Linked DNA regions of Sus scrofa: all the other regions are linked to region 2. Evidence: chromatin contacts called from public HiChIP or PLAC-seq and promoter capture Hi-C data. All regions are on one chromosome and are shown on one strand. The core of a region is the stretch at or near the end of the contact, and the rest is flanking DNA. Distances in the headings are between cores, read along the strand shown.

Evidence for each region. Promoter capture Hi-C pulls out the DNA fragments that hold promoters and counts their contacts. HiChIP or PLAC-seq counts read pairs in DNA pulled down with a chosen protein or histone mark.
Region 1: a contact with region 2 is called in a promoter capture Hi-C map of liver, with 4 times the contacts expected there. The contact joins the promoter of KDM1B here to the promoter of NUP153 in region 2. A contact is called at or near these places in 2 of 5 promoter capture datasets (fetal liver and liver), 3 of 47 Hi-C or Micro-C datasets (heart right ventricle, liver and mesenteric adipose tissue) and 1 of 2 datasets of contacts at active chromatin or transcription factors (alveolar macrophages).
Region 3: an H3K27ac HiChIP or PLAC-seq map of alveolar macrophages shows a contact between it and region 2. The contact joins the promoter of DEK here to the promoter of NUP153 in region 2. A contact is called at or near these places in 2 of 5 promoter capture datasets (fetal liver and liver), 1 of 47 Hi-C or Micro-C datasets (liver) and 1 of 2 datasets of contacts at active chromatin or transcription factors (alveolar macrophages).

Annotation. Positions count from the first base shown.
Region 1 is chr7:13,844,746-13,849,149 of Sscrofa11.1, reverse strand. KDM1B (lysine-specific histone demethylase 1B) reads right to left here and starts at 2,867. Exons shown (of 22, transcript XM_001927844.5): 1 at 2,747-2,867; 2 at 2,384-2,424. TPMT (thiopurine S-methyltransferase) reads left to right here and starts at 3,043. Exons shown (of 10, transcript NM_001243675.1): 1 at 3,043-3,170; 2 at 3,646-3,728.
Region 2 is chr7:13,464,686-13,469,323 of Sscrofa11.1, reverse strand. NUP153 (nuclear pore complex protein Nup153) reads left to right here and starts at 2,747. Exons shown (of 22, transcript XM_001926651.6): 1 at 2,747-3,427. The coding sequence starts at 3,317.
Region 3 is chr7:13,933,100-13,937,677 of Sscrofa11.1, reverse strand. It overlaps DEK (protein DEK), which reads left to right and starts at 2,201. Exons shown (of 11, transcript XM_001927909.6): 1 at 2,201-2,640; 2 at 3,019-3,172. The coding sequence starts at 3,028.

The sequences.
Region 1 (4,404 bases), core at 1,618-4,117, 380 kb before region 2:
GCCATTGTTACCTGTGAATAAATAAACTCTACACATATTTCAAAGAGCATTACAGTTCTTTAACCACTAAATAAATTGCACTCATTACACAACTGGATAAAGCACTAATAATTTTTTTTTTTTTAAGCACTTATGATTTGGAGTTCCCGTCATAGCTCAGTGGTTAACGAATCTGACTAGGAACCAGGAGGTTGTGGGTTCGATTCCTGGCCTCGCTCAGTGGGTTAAGATTCCGGCGTTGCAATGAGCTGTGGTGTAGGTCGCAGATACAAGCTTGGATCCCATGTTACTGTGGCTCTGGTTTAGGCCGGTAGCTACAGCTCCAATTAGACCCCTAGCCTGGGCACCTCCATATGCCGCCAGTGCGGCCCTAGAAAAGACAAAAAAAAAAAAGCACTTATGATTTTAAAGTACTACTGTCCACCTACAAATGTTATATACAACGAAGGCTTTCTGGATCACATTTATATTTTCAAAAGGCTCTCCAATCTAACAAATCTCTTTATATAAAAGATATATTCCACATTAGTCATACAATGAACCATGAATAAAGCCTATGTAAATAAGTATACAATGAACCATGAATAAAGCCTATGTAAATAAGTGTATGTGTGTCGTGTGTTAAGTCTTACAGCAAACATCTGAGCCTAATGTGGGGTTTAGGAACATAAGTAAAATCAGGTTCAGGCAACACTTGACTGTGTACCTGGGAATGCAAGCACTCTCAAAAGAAAGCATAGTTTCTGGAAATTCCATCAAACATTTTAATCCAACTGTATACTTGAAAACATTTAATTGCAATGAAGAATGATGCAATTCAAGAAATGGTTAAGAGGAAATGAAAACATTAGCTATAAAAGCCGTTAAGAAATCTGTGTTGTCTGGGGAAAACATGATTGAAGATTTTTAGGGGAGTACGTTTCCTTTAATTACACAATTAACAGTTATGGATTATTATACAACTACAGATGTGATAAATTCATTTGAGTAATTAAAAAAAAGGAAGAAAAAAATGGAAGAAAAAAAGTTATGTGCCTTCATCCTTTTTTGACACTGTAATTTCTATATTTTCACTATTGCTGGGTTCTTGGGACTTAAAATGGAGGGAAAAAAATTAAGTTGGAAGGATTACTTAATTGCGCTTTTAAATATAATTTTAGAAATAAGGATCCAAAATGTCATTAAAACAAACTAGTATACTGAAAGCGCCTTTCCCCTTGTTCTTCAAATTAATAAACACACCTAACTTTAAATAAAATCAATTTGTTTCAGGTTTCAATATGCTTTTATGAGCAATTTCTTCCTAATTTTAAATTCACAGCATTGGTCTTCTTTTAATGTGACAAAAGAAAGAAAAAATGGTTTGGGGGGCATAAGTAACCAAGCGGAAATAGCAATGTCTAGATTTCTGCTTTAACAATTCCTAGGATTTTTTTTCTGAAGAAGCTTATTCCAAAAAAGTGTTTAAAAACACACACAAGATTCATAAAAATATGAATCTAATGGACTTCACGCTGGAATACAAATTTACAGTGGCATTAGCATAATTTCTCAAAATAGGATAAACGACTAGAAACTTCTTCAAAGACAACAGGAATAAAAATTTTCCTTAGGGCCACTTAAAATTGCTCCCACAACAATCGCATTTTCCGAAATGTGGATCCAATTCAATTGCCTGAATGCTTTGTTGACTACTTTCTCTGCCTGGAAGACAATTAATTATTGATGGACATTTTCTCATGTACCTCCTCAAGAAATTCTCTTCCACTCGCCTTCCTTCCATTAAAATAGATTTAAAAAAAAAAAAAAAAAGGCGAAAGAGCCTTGAGTTGTGCGTGCACAGGAGTGACGGATCTCCTCAAATGGAGTGGTCTGTGAACTTCTGCACGCCCCCCGAGGGAAGGCTGGGCCTCCATCTGGCTAAGTTCCAGATCAAGGAACCCCCATCTCGCTACAGCTGGGCCGGCCTCTTCCTTCCTCTTTCACCTGCCAGCTGCTAGGCTGTTGACTAACAACTACCGTAATCGGGGCCGCCCCCTCGGGGTCCCGGGTCCCAGAGGAGTTACCCCAGCAACCTGGCAATGCCGACAGCGTCTCAACGCGTGGTAGCCGCGCTGGAGTAAAACTAACCACACCTGCGAGGCCGTGCGAGCTCCTCGCCGCCACGCTCTCAGCTGAACCAACAGCGAGGGAGTTCCCACTCCCGGACTGGGGGGTCCCCTCACCCCCGCCCCGCAGCACCTACTCCCCAGGTGAAAGGGCTCTGACAGCCCCCAGGAGGGAGTCTCAACGTTCCCAGTGCAACCTGCAGCTGCTTCGCTTTCCGAAAAGCTTTCTCGTCTGCTCTCCGGAGTCTGAGAAGCAACAGCCTCCCGGGGCTCACCTTTGCGCTGGAGGCGTGCAAGGAGTCACGGGGAGAAGGCACTGTGTACAGAAAGGAAACATTGTGGGGAGGGGGATTAGGAGAGACCCGCAACGCAGCGATGAATCCGGGAACCCCGTCGCCGTAACAACCCAGCCCGGGAATTCCCCCTTCCGCGGGCAGGGATCCCCACGCCGCACCCCGCTCCGATCCAGGGAGGGAGGTATAAGCCCCTAGAGCACCCATCCACCTCCCACCCTAGCCAGGAGCGCTGTACAGCGGCAGAATGAAAGCTTGCACCCTGGCCAAGCTGCTTTGTGCAGAGCTGTCACCCGAAATCCGCCACCGCCCCCATGCCCGCCCCGGGAGCCGCGTGTCCCCCACCTCCGAGCGCGGGCGAGACAGTGCGCGCCGTCCCCGGCTGCCGGCGCCTCTCCCGAGCCGCGCGCCGCGCGCCCAGGACCGCAGGATCCGCGCCGCGAGCCGCAGCCCCCGCTCGGCCGCCGCCGCCGCCGCTTCCGCCCCTGTCACGACGTGACCCGGGTGGGAGGAGCCGGAGGGACCGGGGAGGAGTGGGGTCCCCGCCTTCGCCTTCGCTGCGCTACTCGCCCCGCCCTGACCATTTCCGCCGCTGCGCAAGCCCGGGCGGCAGGGGGAAGGGGGCGGAGTCAGTGTGCCGCAAGAGGGGCAGTCCCGGGGCGAGTCCGGGGGCGGGTCCGGGGGCGGGGTTGAGCCAGGGTCTTGGACCCAACCCGTAGTGGCCCCGCGCTGCGCCAGAACCAGCCAAAGGCAGCGGACCGCGCACGAGGTAGGCTCCTCTGATCGCCGAGAGTGCGTGATGAGCATTGGAAAGATTTGGTAGACGTAAGCCCGTGATCGGATGCCGGGATGGGGCTTCCTAACAAGCGCGGGCAGCCCAGCAGTCCGCGCCCAGAAATGGACTCGGGGATCAGAATGGGAAGGGGGAATAACGAGGTCGGATAGTGAATGACCTTTCTGAGTTACATAATTAAAGTGACCTCAAGCATTATAGGATATTGGTGATTTTAAGAAAAGAGAAATAAATACTTGCCAGAATAGTGAGTGACGCTCTGGGGGCGGGGCAGTGGGGGGAATTGAGGTGATGTAAAAATTGTCTTGCTCCATGGTTATTGCATAGGGTATGCATATGGAAAAATTCACTGAGGCATACTCTTAAAATGTGGTGCACCTTAGGGAAGTTATTCCTCAATTTATCAAAATCTTAAAGTAAATCTGAAGCAGAAACTTTTTTTTTTTTTAAGGTGAGAAATAATCCAGACTTGGGAGTCCACCCAAAGGTGGACTTGAGTGACCAAACCAGCATATCAGCTATTTCCGTGTACTGGTAAGAATGACTGTGAAATTTGCCTTTCCCGATTCTTATGATTTGGTTCTTTTATCTTTTTGTAGAAATGTTTTTATTTCTACAGAAAAGGACGTGAACAAGTTCAGTACGTTGAGAAGCTATGAGGACAGTTAAGAAGTCATTAAGTTATATTTGTGATGTTAAGCTATATTTGTGATGTTAAGCTATATTTCAAGTTTCTCTAAGAGCGGTAGAGTTGAACAATTGTGGGTTGCCCTGGCTCAGTGATAAAATTATGCTTCCCTTTTGTTTTAAGTAGAGAACGGCTTATGAAGGCACAAGTTCAGGTTCCAAAGTTTCTGGCTGAAAATGGAAATGGGAAAAGTACAACTCTTTTTTGCTTTTCTGTACTCAATATAATCAGATACTTCCTTCTGACTTCTCAGAAAAATCACGTCCTGACATCCTCAGGGCCTTGCAAACTTTTGTTAACAAATGTTTGTTGGAAGGTGAATTTGTGTCCCAATTCCAAGGGAAGTGCTTTCTCCTTAAATCCCGAACACTCTGAAGTCAAATTTTGCAATAAAGGGAACTTTTCTCTTTGAATAACTGCTTTTATGTGCTGTTCTTATGGATGAATCATTAAATTAACTCCACCAAGAATAGCCTGCCAGTGTAATTCAAACTGAATTAGTTTCACTAATGACTCAAAGGG
Region 2 (4,638 bases), core at 1,498-3,997:
ATCATGTTATCATATTGTCCCTAACATGGCTGGAAGCATTTCAAGAATCCCTATTATGGTTCTATGCTATTTGATTATTTTCCAATTTATACAGAGTATCTCTTAGGGAAATATTCAATAATTATTTATATGTTTGAATGTGGGCAGTTTTATAATCAGAATAATTTATTATAACCCATTCTACCACTAGTGATTCCTTAACTGAACACTGAATTCTGTACCAAAAATACAGGAGGAATTGTAGATTTGGTGATTTGTAACTCCAACTGAATTTCAGTGCAAAAACAATGCTATTTTAGAATGTTAAATTATGTTCAAGAAACTACTTCATCGTGTAGTGAGGTTGATACAATTTCAGGGTAAAATTAGGCAGTGGGAAGTTTTGAAGGCAGATTTGTTCTTATTCTTTCTCTGCTGTCAGGTTTGGTAAAGTTGCTAATAACTCAGTCACATCAGTGTGGGACTACTGTGTAATTATTCCCTCGTATATTGTTTGCCTTTAAAGAAATAATTATAACATAAACAATTGAGATCAAGGCTAAAGGAAGATGTGGATTTTTTTCCTTATCTCCCTGAATCCTATCAATTCTATTCTGAAGTCTTGCTGAGTTTGGCCCAGCTCTTTTTTTTTTTCTCCCCCCCTCCCTTGCTTTTTACTGCCGCAGGTGCTGCATATAGAAGTTTCCAGGCTAGGGGTTGAATTGGAGCTGCAGCTGCCAGCCTACACCACAGCCACAGCAATGAGGGATCCAAGCTGCATCTGCAAACTACATCACAGCTCACAGGAATGCCAGATCCTTAATCCGCTGAGTAAGGCCAGGGATAGAACCCACATCCTCATGGATACTATTTGGGCTCATAATCGGCTGAGCCACAACGGGAACTACATGGCCCAGCTCTATTGCATGTCCTTTCCTTTCAGAGCAGCGCTATGAATGCTGTCCCAAACACCAAAGAACAGCCTCCAAGAAAGGAATGATTTTTGAGTCCCCATTCACACTCCTGTGCTGGATTCTGAGTTTAGTAGGGTGAAAGGGGCAAATGGGATGCGGCTACAGTTCAATCTTCTATTTACGTCATGCAAGTAAAGATTCAGGTACAGATCTTTCCTGGGTATTAAAGCTTTTTAGGAATGACTACTTTGCTTGTCACATACCTAGCTAAGAATTGCGAAAGACAAACAATTGTATTAAAGGATGAGGTGCCTCTGGGGAAAGAGCTTGTGTACCTGGAGAGTCTAGTGAGAAGTTAGTGGTGGAGTTGGGGCATGAAGGTATAAAATGGAAGCACAAAAGGAAGTAGATTAATTTTGTCCATCATATTTGGGAACTTTTTATAGTCTTGGTGGTGATAAGGTCAGAGATGCCATTTGTTCTGTCAGCCTATGCTGGAAGATGCTGCAAATTCTAAGGTACTGCTTAAGTTTGGCTTCACCTTTTGACTTATATGATTTATATAGCGATTGGAATCATGCAATTTGGTGGTAGAGATGGTATAAAAGTCTTGAGGTTAATTATTTGTATCAGATAACTGGATGATATTAGATGCTTTCTGTCTAAGCAGTTATTATGAATTATGTATATTAATCCTTTCACCAGAACCACCAACTTGTTGAGGTTAATATTCATTCTATTTGCAGATGAGGAAACTGAAGCGTAGAAAGAGGATCAGTAACTTACCCAAGGCTACACAGCTAGTAAGTGATAGATTTAAAATTAAGTTTATTTGAATCCAAAGCTATTTATAAGCTTTAAAATCAATTGTCTCAAATGGAACATTAAGCCCATGTGTTTTCACAGAAGTAGATTTTCTTTCTAATCACTTGGTTACTTGTTTCAACTCCTACAGAAAAGTTGGGTTATAGTCCTGGCTTTGACTGCCCAGTTCAGTGTCCTCCAATATGTCGACTAAATTCTCCGGAACCCCGTCTTGTCCGTTGAATGAGGGCTGGCGCACGTGATCACCCAGATCTTTCTAACGGTCAACTTTTAAAAATCGCTATACTTTGTGGATTAAGTCTTTGAGCCTAACTCACTTTTCACTTTGCTAAATATAATGCCTTCTATTTGGAGCAAATATATGTATACTTTTATTACTGGTAATATACGGCTTACCTCTAACGTGAGCTTGACTGCTGTAGGTGATCACCGTAACCATTTATTGCATCTCTTGCATGCCAGGAAATACACTAAGTGCTCCACGTAGATGATCGCAACAGCTGTATAAGCTGGATTTTAAAGTTCCCATTTTATAGGGGCGGAAGGTTTTGACTTCAAGGTCAAACTTAAGTGGTGGAGCCAGACAGCACTTGTGTGTTTGACAACAAAGCCCTTATTGTAACGGACATTAATGAAACTGTATATATTTGCTAATTCTGTTTTAGGCTTAAAGATCATAGACACTGTCTTTTCAACCAGTTTTTTTCTTTTTATAAGATATTGTTAGCTTCTCTCTGTGATTTTACTATGTGCTTACTTTCTTCCCGCTTTACCATTCCAGAGAAGGAAAGTGGGAAGGAGGTTACCGTTTGTGTTAAATGCCTCTTTCAAAGTTTAGAATCAAGAGCAGTTAAAAGGAACGGAACCCCTGGCTTTGTGCCTCTGCAGGGAACCGCCGCTCTCCTTCCGCGTCCTCCGTTCTGAGCACGCGCCTCCTTCCGTTGAACTACGTTTCCCAGCGGCCCGCGCGGCTGAGAGCGCGGGCTCGACTAGCCCTTCCCACCTCCCCGCCTATCACCTGGTCACATCGTGATGATGCAAACTCGTCGCGCGCTGACTAGTGACGGCGTCCTGGCTCGCGACCGCAGCGGCGGCCTTAGTAGCGGTAATAGACGCAACAGCGGCGATTGCAGGGACGACGACGACGACGGCGGGGCGGGCGCTGTGCGCAAAGGGGAGGGGTAGGCGGGCGGCGCCGGCGGCTTCAACTGCGGCAGCTACGGCTAGGGCGACGGAAGAAGAATCCCCGTCAGCCGGCGGTCGCGTTAGGCCTAAGCAGCGCTTGGAACCTCTTGTGTTGTCCTCGCGGAGAATCTCCATAGAGACGGTGACATACACAGAGGCGGGGGTCCGCGGGAGGCTGCCGGACGGGAGCCAGGTCCTCGGCCTGTGTCGCCGCCACCCCCTTCGCTGCCGCCAGCGCGCATTCTCTCTCGGCTCCTGCTCGCAGACCCGCGGTTCCTGGTGTGCCTGTGACCCACTGTGTGGGCAGCGCGGACGGACTTTTGGGCTGGGGCCGGGCGGGGGGGCCTCAAGGCCGCCTCTGCCTCTCCCGCCCCCTAACCCGCTCCTCAGGGGGAAGCCGCGGAGGCTCCGCCATGGCCTCGGGAGCCGGAGGCTTAGGAGGGGGCGGTGGCGGCAAGATCCGGACGCGGCGTTGCCACCAGGGGCCAATTAAGCCTTACCAGCAGGGGCGACAACAGCACCAGGTACGGGACCCCGGCGCCTCGGGGCCTAGCGGGTCGGGCACTGGGGTGGGGAGGGAACGGGCGTGAGGGGTCCGGGGCCCCACGTGGAGCGGACGGGAGGGCCTGAGCGAAGGCCCGAGCAGGGCGGCGGGAGCTCGGGCCGCTGGGGTGGCGACGGGAAGTGGGCTGAGACAGGCCAATCTTGCGGCGCACACGTGTGGTTCGGGCCGCCTCTCCCCAGCCCTCTTAGCCTGGGGCTTTCCCCCGACCGGCGCAGGGCGGGAACAGAAATCCTAGGCCACGACGGGCCTAGGATTCTTTCGTTTTTGGCGGGGATTGGGGGTGTGAGGGTGTTACCCACGTCTTCTGGATGGGAGAAAGGAAAAGATGTGGCTGGAGGCCCCTACGTTTGATATTTTCTAGTCTCCCGCGTTTCAGCGTGAGTGGGGAGGGGGCTGCCCTGGGGTATCGGCCTCTGGGGCCCCCGGGGGTTGGTGGTGGTGGGGGGCGCTGTTAAACGGCAAGTGGAAGAAGTTACTCTCAACCTATTAGTTAATTCTCCATCTCCCCTTCCCGGGTGCCTCCCGATCTGAGAGCGTTGACTTAGATTTTTGTTTTCTTAACCGGGTTATAGTTAGTGGCACCGGGGCATTTTGAAAGTCCCTCTCCGCACTTACGTCTTTTTTCCGTCGCAAGACTCTTCCCTCCCCACTATGTCCACCCCTCCCCTTTTTATTTTGGAGGCTAGAATTGGCCATTGCGCACAGTTGACCGGAACTCCAGTTCTCATCTCATGCACAAAATATTTTAATATTATGGGACGTACTTTAGGAAGTTCAGGTACTTTTTAATAGTCTAGGAATATTGGTGGTCTTATAATTTAGTCACCTTGTGTACTCGTGGGCGCTCGAAATTATGAACAGGGGTTTAGTCTAATTGTAACTGAGATGTTAGAGTCTGAGAAAATTCTGCTTTTTAGCTGTTAATTGTTTGTTATGGGAATTGAGTAGGAAAATGTTAAATATTCTAATAAAAGGCCCTTTAAAATTTCTCGGTGGGAAGTATATGTCTTAAACCTGTAAAAAAACTAAAGTATGGCAAAAGGGTCTGAAAACTTGTTGCGTCCTGTTGAAGGCAGACTTCCTAGATTGCTGTGTTGTGGATGATAATGAATATGAGCACTTTGACATGTTTAGTGGTGGTAAATTGTATCATGAAAAAACAGAATTTTA
Region 3 (4,578 bases), core at 952-3,451, 470 kb before region 2:
TGGCTTAGTGGTTAAGGATCTGGTGTTGTGTTGTCACTGCTGTGGCTGGGGTCACTGCCATAGTGCAGATTTGATCCCTCTCCTGGGAACTTCCCCACTGCAGGCAAGTCCAAAAACAGAAAACAAATACAGTAACAGCTCCCTTCTTAAAAACCAAACTTGCTTTGAGTTACTGCTCCATTTCTCTGCTCCCCGAAAACAGCAAAACACCTCTGAACCCATGCTTGCCTACCTTTCTCTCTCGCTCTCACTGCTGGCACCCTCATGCTCACCACTTCACAGGAACAGTTCTTGTCAGTGTCGCTGGTAACTCATCCGTCTTTTATACAATGGTCACTTCTCAGTTCTCATCTCACCTGGCCATTAACTAATTATTTATTTTAGGGCTGCACCTGCGGCATATGGAGGTTTCCGGGCTAGGGGTCAAATCAGAGCTGTCGCTACCAGCCTATGTTTTGATCCTTAACCCACTGAGCGAGGCCAGGGATCAAACTCGCAACTTCATGGTTCCTAGTCGGATTCGTTAACCACTGAGCCACAACTGGAACTCCTCACCTGACCTTTTAGTGCTTCTGACCACTCTCTCCCCTTAGACACTTCTTAATCACTTGGCTTCTGAGATAAAACTTTTCCACTAGATTCTCTTCCCACTTCAGGTAGTACGTTGCTCTTTCATCCCCTTTGCTGGTTTCACTTCCTCTCCTGAACCTCTAAGCATTGGAGAGCTCCTGGATTCCATCCTGTCTTCCTCTCTGCGGATGCTCACTCTACTAATGAGCTCCTCCAGGCTCAGGGCTTTAAACCATGTGCACAAAAAAATGTTGCCTGCCATTCCAGTAAACAATGAATGTTGTCCACCCTCCAGCCATTAACCACCTTACCCTCAGGGAAATTCAGGACAGAGAAAAACAGCATACTGGCCCTGAATAGTTAAGATCCATATCTCAGGAATAATTTCCAACTAGCCCAGACAGCGGCATTTTCCTTTTCACAGAAAAGCACTAAAAGCATTAACTTGCGATGTCTTGGGGGGTTTGTTGTGTGTGATCAGCAGTAAGCTTTTGATGTTTGACTACATGGGTTTTTTTGTTCAGCAAAGCTCCTATATATCCTCTTACCTTATTTACTCAGAGCAATTCCTCAGAGTTATCTGACTGTCTCCGAGGCTAGAGTCTTCAGAACATTCCCTGAACAAAGCGTAACTTGCACCTTTTAGGTTGTGCAGATTTTCATCCAGCAACAACCATGAATCCTTTGAATTTTATTCCAAGTATGATGGGAATCCATTGGAGAGTTTTAAGCAAGAGAGTGCCCAATCTGATCATTTAAAACAAACAAATCACCCTGGCTGCTACTATGTGAGTGGTAGGAGATGGGTTAGCAATGTGGAAGCCACCTGACCAGTAAGGGACTATGTCAAAATCCAAGCAAAAGAGGAAAGTGGACCGGATTTGGGTGGCATCAGTACAGTGGGAAATGGCTTAAAATTTGAGGATAAAAATGACAGGATTTGCTTATGTTTTCAGTAGGGGCACGAAAGGAAAAGAGGGGAAAGCAAAGAAAATATCTTATTTTTGCCCTACGAACCTGAGTTCATACAGGCAAATTTAACTGATCCTATTTCCACTATTCATCGAGTAGAAGGATCCCTGGGGCTGCTGGTGGTGAAAGGGTTGGGGGGAAATGAAAGGAATCATATACAGTTAAGAGGGAATATTTGAGCGGGGAAAGCGGTTCGTTTTTTTAAATGTTGAGTTTTAGAGCTATCTTCGGAGCTGGCCTAGAACTCCAATAGAAGACTCAGGACTACGTACTACCGTATGTCCTCTATTATAACCAACACCACAATTTTCCCCTATATTTACAGGTCTGGAAATCTTTTTCTCTCCAGTGACGTGAACTTTCAACGTGATAGCGTCTTTTTCCTGAAGATGTACCTTACAAGAGATGGGGTCCTTTGAAATACAGCAGGTTCGGGAGTCATCAACAGCACGATCTCCGGGACCTAAATGACGACGCTCACTGAGTAACTCCCCTCAACCTCTAGGAAATACTGTAGCAGAGATTTCCCGGGACGTAAACTTCTTCACTACTCCGCGCCCGCCCCCTCCCGAACCCGCGGCCGCTCCTCCTCTTTTTCCCGGAACAAGCGGCGGAGACAATACACTTGCAGGCCCCCTAGCGTTCTTCCGTTCGGCGCCGCCTCGCTGTTCCTGCGCCGGCTCCCGCCCGCCGCCCGGGACGCGGCCTGTCCGCTTTCCCGGAGGAGCCGGGACAGGACGCCCAACGCCGCCCAAGCGGCTCCGGAGCGCACCGCCCCTCCGCCCGCCGCCGCCGGGGGGACCCCTCACGGCCCCACCCCGGCCCTGCCCGCCCGGGCTTCCCGCGGAGGCGCCGGCCGCCCCGCCTCCCCCACCTCGCGCGCGCCAACTCCCAGCTCGCGGCCCTGATTGGCCGCCGCATTCCCGCTTTCCTTCCCGAACCGCCATTTTGAAAATCTTGTTGATTCTGGGCAGCCGAGAGCGCGGCGTGAGCGTCAGGCCAGCGAGCGGCCCGCGCGCCTCCTTTTCGGCGCCCGCCGCCGCCTCCCGGCGTCTCTTCGAGTCCTCGGCGCCAGGCCCGCGGCGGCCGGGACCCGCGGTGAGGGCCGCGGCGGCGGAGGGGAGGCCGAGAGGGCGCCGCGGGGCCCGCCCGCACCGCCGCGGCCATTTGGACGGCGGCCTGGGGCGGGGGAGGGGACGCGGGGCGGCCGGCGGCGCGGGCAGGACGGTGGGAGGGGCGGCTCGGCGCCCGCGCTTTCCCGCCTCGGGACGGCCCCGGACGGGCCGCGGGGCTCGAGGGCAGCCACCCCCGGGGGGAAGTGGGGGACAGCGCCGCCGTCCAGGCTGCGCGGGGAGGCAACTTTGCGGTCAGGTTTCCCCGCGGTCCCAGGGGCGGAGCAGGTGGGTCGGCCGGGCCGCCGCGTCCTCCCGCCGGAGGCGAGGGGACCGAGACGTGTGGCTTCCTCTCCGCCCGCAGGTCCACAGCATGTCCTCCTCGGGCCCTGCTGCGGAGGGAGAGGGAACCCCCGCCCAGCCCGCGTCCGAGAAAGAGCCCGAAATGCCCGGCCCGAGAGAGGAAAGTGAAGAGGAGGACGAGGACGACGAGGAGGAGGAAGAGGAGGAAGAGAAAGGTGGGGAGGAAGTCTTGTTCTTAGTGATGGGCTTTACCGAAATCAGTTTTCGGGCTCTCTTTGCGCTTAAAGTCGGTAAATCGGGGTGGTTTGCAGTGAGAACGTTTGCGGAATTAGCGAGGTTTTTATGTGGAACAGTAGCAGAGAAATTAACTTTGTGAATTCCAGTTTTTAAAAAAATGCTCGCCGTTGTTAACTACGTACTTTGGAGTGCAGTTGATTTCTCGCCAGCAACACCCGTGCATAACATTTTATCATTTGACAGGAAGTTTGTAAGTTTCAGATCTGGTTTTTTTTTTTTTTTTTTTTAACTACTTGCCTTGGAAGTTATTACGGTAACGTTTTGTTTTTGCTAATTTAAGTACACATTCTTTGCCTTCTGGAGTTACTGTGAAGTTCTTCATGAAATCACGTATCAAGACTTGAAGTTACTCATGTTAGTCTTGGAAATATTTCAATAGTTTTAGTATATTTGCTGAACTTCAGCAGACGTTCTTTTTCAAAGGCTTAGAGGAGTAACTTTCACCGGGAAACACCGGTGAAAGCTGGTTCTGTTTGAGAAAGTAGTTAAACACGAAAGCAGTGAACTGTGAAAGAAAGTTTAAATACGAGCCCAGAGCTGTTTCGGTTTTGGTGTTGAGGGAGGGCAGTAGCAACCGATTTGACTGGAGACATGAAGCAGAAGCACCTTGCAGCGTTGAGGGGTGGTACTGCCTCAGTTTATCCGCGGTGCCTGGGCCAGCGCCCCTAAAATGCTTCCTTCCAACCACTTAAAACTCGGTATCACAGATCTTAGCATCTTTGACATTAGCCTGATGTAGGTTTATTTAGTTTATCACCGTAACCCAACCAGACTTGGGAAGAGATTTGAGGTTTTTGTCTCAGACCTAGGGTCAGTTCATTTTTTTTTAATGCCTAAACGAGTCCCTGGTCAGCATTTAATAAATACAGTGTGAGTTGAGAGTACATGGTATGTGTTTTGTTTGTATAAAGTGGTAGCTACTGTAAGAGGGAAGCGTGTCTACATTTAAGTACAGAAAATGCTTAGAAAAAAATGAGTTATTTTTAAATTATTCATAATTGGAAGTTGGCTGCAGTATCTCACTATTAGTCCAAGACTTTCTCAGCATTTTTTCCTTCAATTTTTAGTTTCGGATACCAGAGAGATGATGTATTTCTTCATGTCAGGAAAAAAATTATGAAAGTCATGTAAAAACATTGTAAACGACCAGTCCAGTGATTCTTGGGGGACTGATGGTAGGGCAAATTGTAATTTTTTTAACAAAAAAAATTTAGATTATCCCCAAAGCAGTTCTATAGTTGTCCTGTTTTATTTTCCTCATTTGAGATATTTGTGGAACGACTAAAATTGTGAATGTTTTTTATCCTGTTTAGCCCTGAAAATT